2 separate regions of the Mus musculus genome follow, and region 1 is linked to region 2. The links are chromatin contacts, called in public Hi-C maps. All regions are on one chromosome and are shown on one strand. Each heading gives the region's core, a stretch centred on a gene start, on an enhancer-like site or on the middle of the called end of the contact. The rest is flanking DNA. Distances are from core to core; before and after follow the strand shown.

Region 1 (4,050 bases), core at 836-3,335, 240 kb after region 2:
GAGGCTTAGATACACAAGGCTTAATTTCCATTGTGTGAAGCCTCTAAGAGCCTGATCTTCACTGATGCAGAAGGGAAAGCTAATTTTGTGAATTAACATATCTAATTAATTAATTAATCAATCAATGTAGAGTAGTATCTACATAGGATCTCATGGTGAAGATGCCTACTAAAGGCACACAAAGGATAAAATTGTGGCACATAATGCGAAAATGGGGGACTGGAGAGATGGCTCAGTGTTCAAGAGCACTGACTGCTCTTCCAGAGGTCCTGAGTTCAATTCCCAGCAACAACACGGTGGCTCCCAACCATCTGTAATGGGATCTGATGCTCTCTTCTGGTGTGTCTGAAGACAGCTACAGTGTACTTATATACATAAAATAAATAAATCTTTAAAAAATGGAAAAATATGGCATTTTAGCACAGGGAATCACTATATATTATCTCCAGCTTTAAACTTATATGCCAAATCAGAGAGAAAAACCCTTGAAGTAGATCAGGTGTGGCACTGAGGCCTGTAACTCCACCACAGGGACCCAAAAGAGGACTTGCAAGCTGCAGTCCTGCTTGGGTTACATTGCAAGATCCTGTTTCTAGAACAACTCCTTTAAGTGCAGGGTAGCCATGCCACCTACAGTTTCAACAGCTCTCGGATTAAGAACGGCCAGGAACTGAAAACAGCCTTCCTTTGTGTTGTTATCTTTTCTTCTTTCAGTAGAAAGTCTAGGGTGACCTTGGAGCCAGGACCAGGTAATAAACAGCTAAAGCCTATGTTAACTTTGGAAACCGCCCCCACTCCCTTGTTCTAACTTAAAAGCAAGCAATCACTTTTAACCTTTGATTCGTTCCTGGAGTAGAGAAAGTTATCCTAGATTAACCTGTGGGTTTGTGTGTGACTTTTTGTTAAAGTTTGTGTATGTGTGTGTTTTTTTTTTTTTTTTTTGGTGAAAAAGTTAATATTAGGGACTTGATTGAGGCCTTTAGAGAAAGTGAGCCGGTGAGAACATACTGTAGTTAGTGCCCCAACAATTTATGACTTCACACCCCGATAAGCAAGTTCAGGACTGCACCCCCAATAAATCAAGTTTAGAACTGCACACCCCAATATGCCAGCCGAGGACTTCACACCCCAGTAAGCTCAGGACTGTGGTGCAGACCCCAGAGAGGAGAGAGAGCTGAGGAGAGCTGACAATGCCTCTTGCTTTAGATCTGAAGAGACAGCCTACGCCTAGAGCTGACGCTAGGGTTTTAGCTAGATTTCTCAACTCCATGCTCAGAGGGGCCTTCAGACTCGGCTGTGAACGGGAGAGCGTTTGTTTCCAAGCGTTTACTGATCTATTCACTAGTTTCCACGGTGGGGGTTTTCTCTCCCTTCATGTGAGGTGTTTGAGAGCAAGAGAAGCTAAGGTGGCACTTTACTTTTTCATGCCTGGCACCCAGTCAGAGGTTCAGGAAAGAATGTCTACCTCCTCCTGACCATGATGGACCCACTTTCTTTGTAAATAGTTAAGAAATTGGCTGAGGATGAAGTCTGGGTGGTGTCTTAATATTTCCTTCCAGGAAAGAGTCTCCCTGCTAAGAGATTCTGAACAGCCTGCAAACCTGTGAGAGGAGAGGTATGTGGACCAATCACAGTGCACCTCATATGTAAATGAAGGCATGGATCTGGGCCAATCAGAGCACACAGCTCATGTGAAAATGAGAGTTTCATCAGTTAGTCTTGCCTTGCTAGCACCAGTTGCAGCTATGCCTCCAGGGGAGGTGCTCTCTGCCTTTGGCCTAGGTTGAAATGGTAGTAAGTTCCTATCTAGCCAAGTCTTGTGATAGCAAAATGTATGATATAAACAATGTGAAACCGTCCTGCTGGCGCTGCTCCTGAGGGGCTGATGCAGCCGTTGTGTGTCTTCCAAGGTATTCATAGAATGTTCAAAATGGCCGAAGTCCCAGTAAACTAGGACATCTGACATCTCTAACCTGACTTTTCTTTGCTCTTTCTTCTCTCAGAGGCCAAGCTAGTCATTGGTGGAGGGTCATACTAAGCCACCAGTGGGTTAATACTGCTTAGCAGTAGGACTTTATGACCATCAGCTGACAGATATGAGTCACAGGAACTGCGGTTTGCACTGTTTAATTGAAAGATATTTTACATACCCATCAAGCATCTTTCTTTCCCTCTTGGTGTCTTGTACCAGACAGTTTCTTCCCGCAAGGAAAAAAAAATGTAATGTCTGCCTACTCATTATATTGCCTTCATTTAAAAAAAATTAATTTCTTTCACTTTGTATGTTTCTCTCAATCTATCTTCTGTGTGTACATTATTTCCCAATAAAAGGCTCACAGAATTGAAAGAGTCAAAGGTATTGTTATCACTATCCCTGCCCTCTGAGTATAAAGCCAAACCAAGTAGAGACTGACACAATGGCCTTAAGCCAGCAAGACTCAATAATAGCAGGCTGGGATAGCAGCACAAGTCTGTAACTCCAGCAATCTGAAGGCTGAGGAGGGAAGATCAATGCCAGCTTGTGTTACAGACTGAGTTCAAGACCGACTGACCCCAGCTATGTAGTGAAACGCTGTCTAAACAAGCAAGTCAAGAAAGAAATGCCTAGCTGAGAGCTTAGAGGGTTAATGGGTTATAGAAGAGGAATAGTTAGTTTGCTTTGGAGGTGTGGTCCTGGAAAATGACGCTCTCCAGCAGATAGTCCCACATCCATGATTAAATGGCCATCGTAAGTGACATGATGTTGGGAAAGTGTGTGTGTGTGTGTGTGTGTGTGTGTGTGTTGGATCCAGGAGGAGTTCAGGAGAAGATGAAGGTGAACACATCCAAAATACATTGAATGCATTTATAAAAGTCTCCAAGGATTAGTAATAATAATAATAATAAAAAAAAGGATAAAAAATATAAAGGATAATAAAAAAAATCTATGCGTTCCAGACAGCCAGGTTTGCATAATGAGTTCCAGGGTAGCCAAGGATACATAGTTGGACCCCATCAACACAAACAAACAGACCCAAACTGATAAGAGCAAAGCAGGCACTTACCCCTTATCATGGTACAATTCCATCATGTGGCAAGAAGCGTAGGGAGGCAGAACTCCATTATAAACATCTAGCGCCATCTGCAGGCCACTCACGGTAGTGTCGTGCTGCAGAGATTGGAAACAAGCAATTTTACTGTTTGCTCCCTGATTCAGGTGTACAGACTTCAAGCTGTGTAGGATACAGTGACGGCTCCTGATTCCTCCACACTCCCAGTGAAAACATAGAAGAGGGGAAAGAATGAGCTTCTCTTGTGCGTTTGGGCAGTAGGATGGACTCATCTATTGGTTTTGTTTAAAAGATGAAAAGAAAATGGCTATCCAGAGAAATTAGGCACCTTGCTTAGTTTCCTAAGTAGAATAAATGCGAAGCCCATCTTCTTATTTTAAGTTCCATGCCTGTAGAGGGCCTTCCTGCTTCTACATGATGTATTGACTTTCAACACATTAAAAAAAAAAGTCCAGGTCATGTGCTAAGTTACATTTCCCACATAGTTGCAACATCTTTGATTTTAAAGTTGAAGAAGAGTATAGGAGACCAAGGATGTTGAGGGAGGTTAAAGATGTAGGGAAGTAGCGAGTGTAAGGTTTAAAAAGTAAATGATGAATGCCATGGTTGTTTACATCAGAGTGGTTTTTGGTCTTTTGGCATGGGAGAGCTATGTAATCTTAGGTAAACGGTACCTTGCATTTCTATAAGATGGAAGAATATTTGAACTGTCTGAGGCCTGGGCTATAACTCAGTTGGTACAGTGCACAAATCCCTGGGTTTAATCCCAGTATTGGGGAAGGGTTTTACACACACACACACACACACACACACACACACACACACACACTTAGTGCATACGTCACTCTCTGTAGGATGCACACAGGTTAGGACTGGAACCCCATTTAGAAATGTTACACAGCTGTCAGCATTGTCTAATCTCAGGCCCACTTCTCTCTCTCTCTCTCTCTCTCTCTCTCTCTCTCTCTCTCTCTCTCAGAAGCGCTTCCCTTCCTGTGTG
Region 2 (4,176 bases), core at 83-2,582:
AGAGACTTGCTGGGGAGGGACCTAATGCCACAGATTCTATTGTATACTGCAGTCCATCTAAAATAGCTCCCTACACTTTTCTCACCTCCAGGATGAGAGAAAATGATCAGCAATCCCCTAGGACCGTGGTGAGAAGAAACATACATGTAACGGGAGGTCTAACAGCATGCTGCCGACTGTGGTCGTCTACGAGGTTTGCCATGCACGACTGCTGTTCTAAGAACTGCACATAAACTGCTTCAGTCTTCAGAACTATGGCGGAAACAGGCGTTCCTGTGGCCCCACTTACAGGGAACAATCTCACCCAGAAGTTCAGCAGCTGTTAGAAACCGTTCTAAGTTACTGACTACTCAGTAAGCTGAGAAGTGAAGCCACTCAATCTTCTAAGCCCATTTAAGGAGAGCAAAGAGGAGGGGTCAGGAGCCCTGGCAAAGCCAATATTCAGGGATATTCGTGAGCACCCTAGTAACTAACTCTCCCTCACCCTGCTCCATCTAAGTTACACCAAGAGGCATTTAGGAAACGGTGCTCTATCCTCGGCGACTTTACATGAGATATTATACTCTGACAGAGCTTTCTATGCATCAGCCGATGCAGAGCCAGGTAGACTAATAAAGATAATGGTGACAGGAAACTGGGTACAGGACAGCAGGCAGAAGAGCTCCACCATATGGATGGATGGCTTGGATTGTTTGTTTTTTTTTAATAAAATGTTATTTTCCTTCCTTGCAGAAAAAAAGGGGTCTCACTACACAGCCCAAAGTGGCCTACAACTCCTGTAGCCCAGACTGACCTGGACCTCACGACAACCCCCTCTACCTCACCCTCCCGAATGCTACGATGAATCGTGAGCCAACTCGCTTGGTGAAGAATATCTTCTGACTAGCATAAGACATGGCCTTGCCCATCTGGGAACTGGACCTCCACAGCAGGAAAGGAGCGGCAGGAGGCCGGCTGAATCCCTCGCGCGGAGCGTGGCCCTGCCCGCCCCGTCATGGATCACCTGTAGGGATTGGAATCCAACACCTCGTCGCTCATCTCCTGGATGCGGGTCCGGCCGCAGTGGCCGTCCCCTCCAGAGCGCCGGGTTCTCTCCCGGGCGAGTTCCTGCTCCAGCTCCTCAACCCGCTGTCGCAGCCGCTCCACCGAGTCGGCCATGGCTGGGCTCCCGGTGGCCTCCGATCCCAGGCCGGACCGCCGCCGTCGCCGTCGTCGCCGCCTCCCCACGCTGCCTCGCTGGGCCCACGAAGCGCAGGAGGAACAGACACAGCCTTCCAGGTCCAGACACCGGCGAAGCGGCTCCAAGGCTCCCAGTAAGACACGTCTCCGGCACGCCCACCGGGCTTCCGGCGTGCCACTTCCGGTGCGCCGCCGCCATCGCTCCGCTCGGTAAAAAAAAAAAAAAAATAATAATAATAAATAAAAACACTCCTCAAAACACTTAGCTTTCTTCTCTAGAACCAAGACCCAGGTCTCAGCAGAGCCAGCATCATATGTGTCCAGATCAAGTCGACGGCCATTCCGTCTTTCCTATCTAGGAGGCCATGAGAAACACCAGGGTCTTTTAATGCAGGCTCAAGGTTCTGGCGGACTCTCTTCTTGCACGGACCGCACAGGTCTTCCGCTGGCGCGTCCTTAGTCTAGGGTGACAGCTGTTTGTCTTCATTCGCCAGAGTCACGTTTGCGACCTTGTTTTTCTATAAGACTGAGGACTCCAGCTCTGACGCTGAGGGTAAATTCTAAGTCTGGTCCCACAACAGGCAATTCTTTTATTTCTCCACCAGACTCCGAGTCCCAGACTCCGCCTCCCACATGGCTTTGCAGCAACACTGCCCAGAGTCCCGGTGATTGGCTTCTCCTAAGCCCCGCCCGACCACGCCCCCCCCCCCCCCCCCCCAAGTGCCGGTCTCCTTTCTGCCTTGGCGCAACCTCCGTACAGTCTGTGGATTCCTCGGTGACAACAGTGGCGGTCATGGAGACGGATGTCACCAGTGACACCGTGGAAGTGCTACCCCAGCACAAGTTCGACCTCAGGTCCCTGGAGGCCTACCTGAATCAGCACTTGCCGGGCTTTGGGTCAGATTCCCGGGCTGTGCTGACTGTTACTCAATACAGGTATCAACCATAGCCTTTGCCTCCTGGGAACATGTCTGTGCTTGGTGCTTCGCTTCCTTTGGCCCTGGGTGGGTGTCTCATTTGCCCGGTCGGGATTTCTTTCCCTGCAAGGATGCTTCCTGGATAATTTGTACTCGAATCCCAGGCTAGTCTGAATTAGAGGGCAGGAGCAGAGGTGCAGTATCCATTATGCAGTGCAGTCTTGTTAAGGACTAAAATTATGTGTCTAATTCACCGAGAGTGTTGCGGCTGAACACTCTTGAATTCCTAATAGATATCTTCTGTGACCTTCTGTGCTACAATCTAAAGATCAGTTTCTGAGGGGCTGGTGCCATTTTGTTTAATTGACCTTAGTCACCTGGGGCTAGGTTAATAATACCAGCTAAAATATACCAATTCGATTCTAGACATTCCACTTCACTGTTTTTAGCACCACTTAAGGCCTAAGTTCTTGAAGCAAGGGAATTAAACGGGAGGAGGTGACTCCAAGAATACCTTTCCCCACTGACAAGTGAATCTGGTTTTAGTCTGGTGTTTTGTAAATAGAGAGGGTATTTTTTGTTTGGTTTTTGATTTTTGTTTTTTTTTTACTTTTATACAGTTCCAGTATAAAACCATTTCATATGGTTTCAGTAAACTGTGCCTGGCCTTTCTATCTGGGGATTTAACTGTAACATAAATTCAGAGATCAAAGTTCCTTTCCTGTAATATTTGCCTGTATCCATTAGTCTTGATAAAGAAATGAAGTGATTTAGGTGAAAGGACTTAAGCATTGAAATATCCGTGGAGAGGTGGAATAAGTAATAGTTGACACTTCTAAACTTAATACTTTGTGTTGTAAACAGACTGAAGCAGGTCAAAGTTCACATTTCAGTGATTAGTTCACTCTGTGGAATTTGGCCAGCTTATTGTCCTGCTTTCAGATAAAGGTTATATATGTTCACATTACTGTGGTCCTGTGCAGACTTAAAATAATTCTGAATTAAGTTGATGTTCACCAAAATCATGCTCAATACATGAAATTAGTTGTGATACAAAAAAAAGTACTTCTGAAGTCAAACCTAGGGCTACATGGCTTTAATCCCAACAATCTAAAGATCCCTGGAGATTGGAGGCTGAGGAAAAATGATTGTGAATTTGAGGCCAGTCTGGGCTATGTAGCAATCCTTGGTTTCAAACACTATTTTTCCAGGAATGTTATATAATCTTGATTTAACATAGATGTACATATTCAACAGAGAAAACACATTCATTTTCAGGACATATGAAAAATTATAAAAATAAAAGTAGATAGATAGAAAGAGAGAGAAATAGTAAGGCCACAAAAATCTCAAAGGAATCTTTTAAAAGTTTAGACCAGTTCTATGGCTTATCAGGTAAAGGCACCTGCTGCTGAGCCTGACAACCTGAGACAACCCCCTGGAAACTACATTGTGGAAAGAGAGAGACAGATCCTGCATGTTGTCCTCTGACCCCCACACGTGTGCCACCAAATAAATAAATATAAAGGGGGAAAACACACATTTTGACAATATAAATGCAACTTTTTAATAGGATTAAAACAGCAAAGAAATGCTATCCAGAAACGACTTGTTTTGTGTGTTGAAAAGCCAAGAGCAACATAGGTAATAGTTTGTTAAACTTAAGAGTACAAATCACTTGCATTTCTATATCTTAGCAACAGTTGAAAAATGACACCCAAAAGCTCTAATAAAAACATCCCAAAACATTACCTAATAGAAGGTGTTCAAGACCTTTGTATAGAACATAAAAAAAAACCTCATTAGCAGTTTTTAAAGAACCTTAGAAGTCACATACATGAGCAGGAAAAGTCAGGATTGAAAAATTTTGCTCTTTGTTCCAACTGATCTATAGATTCAAAGCAATGTTAATCAAAATTCTGGTTTTTTTCTCTAATTTGAAAAAACCTGCTTCTAAATTTTATGTGAAACCAAAAGGTTAACAGAAACATTCCAAACAAAACAAACAAACAAAAAAACTGAGTGGGAAATCTTGTCGAAGACCCTCTGGGCCCCTTTGTCTGAACAGGTCTCTAGTCAC

Evidence for each region. A called contact is a pair of places that touch in the nucleus more often than the background predicts.
Region 1: a contact with region 2 is called in a Hi-C map of adipose-derived mesenchymal stem cells, with 4 times the contacts expected there. The contact joins the enhancer-like site here to the promoter of Uba5 in region 2. A contact is called at or near these places in 1 of 39 promoter capture datasets (embryonic stem cells), 15 of 484 Hi-C or Micro-C datasets (the Ba/F3 cell line, the G1E-ER4 cell line, the HL-1 cell line and 6 more), 3 of 115 datasets of contacts at active chromatin or transcription factors (embryonic stem cells and epiblast stem cells) and 3 of 9 other capture datasets (adipose tissue, embryonic stem cells and liver).

The regions. Positions count from the first base shown.
Region 1 is chr9:104,303,841-104,307,890 of GRCm38.p6, forward strand. Acpp (acid phosphatase, prostate) reads right to left here. Exons shown (of 11, transcript NM_207668.2): 9 at 3,045-3,148. Among named protein-coding and RNA genes, the nearest start is that of Acpp, 32 kb to the right of the region's middle. Within about 2 kb of position 2,086, at least 39 of the 459 cell types and tissues checked have an H3K27ac peak or open chromatin away from gene starts, as enhancers often do. A contact at or near this core is called in the HL-1 cell line, adipose-derived mesenchymal stem cells and nephron progenitors, where this site is marked.
Region 2 is chr9:104,061,789-104,065,964 of GRCm38.p6, forward strand. It overlaps Uba5 (ubiquitin-like modifier activating enzyme 5), which reads right to left and starts at 1,333. Exons shown (of 12, transcript NM_025692.3): 1 at 1,004-1,333. The coding sequence starts at 1,158. Acad11 (acyl-Coenzyme A dehydrogenase family, member 11) reads left to right here and starts at 1,936. Exons shown (of 20, transcript NM_175324.4): 1 at 1,936-2,115. The coding sequence starts at 1,973.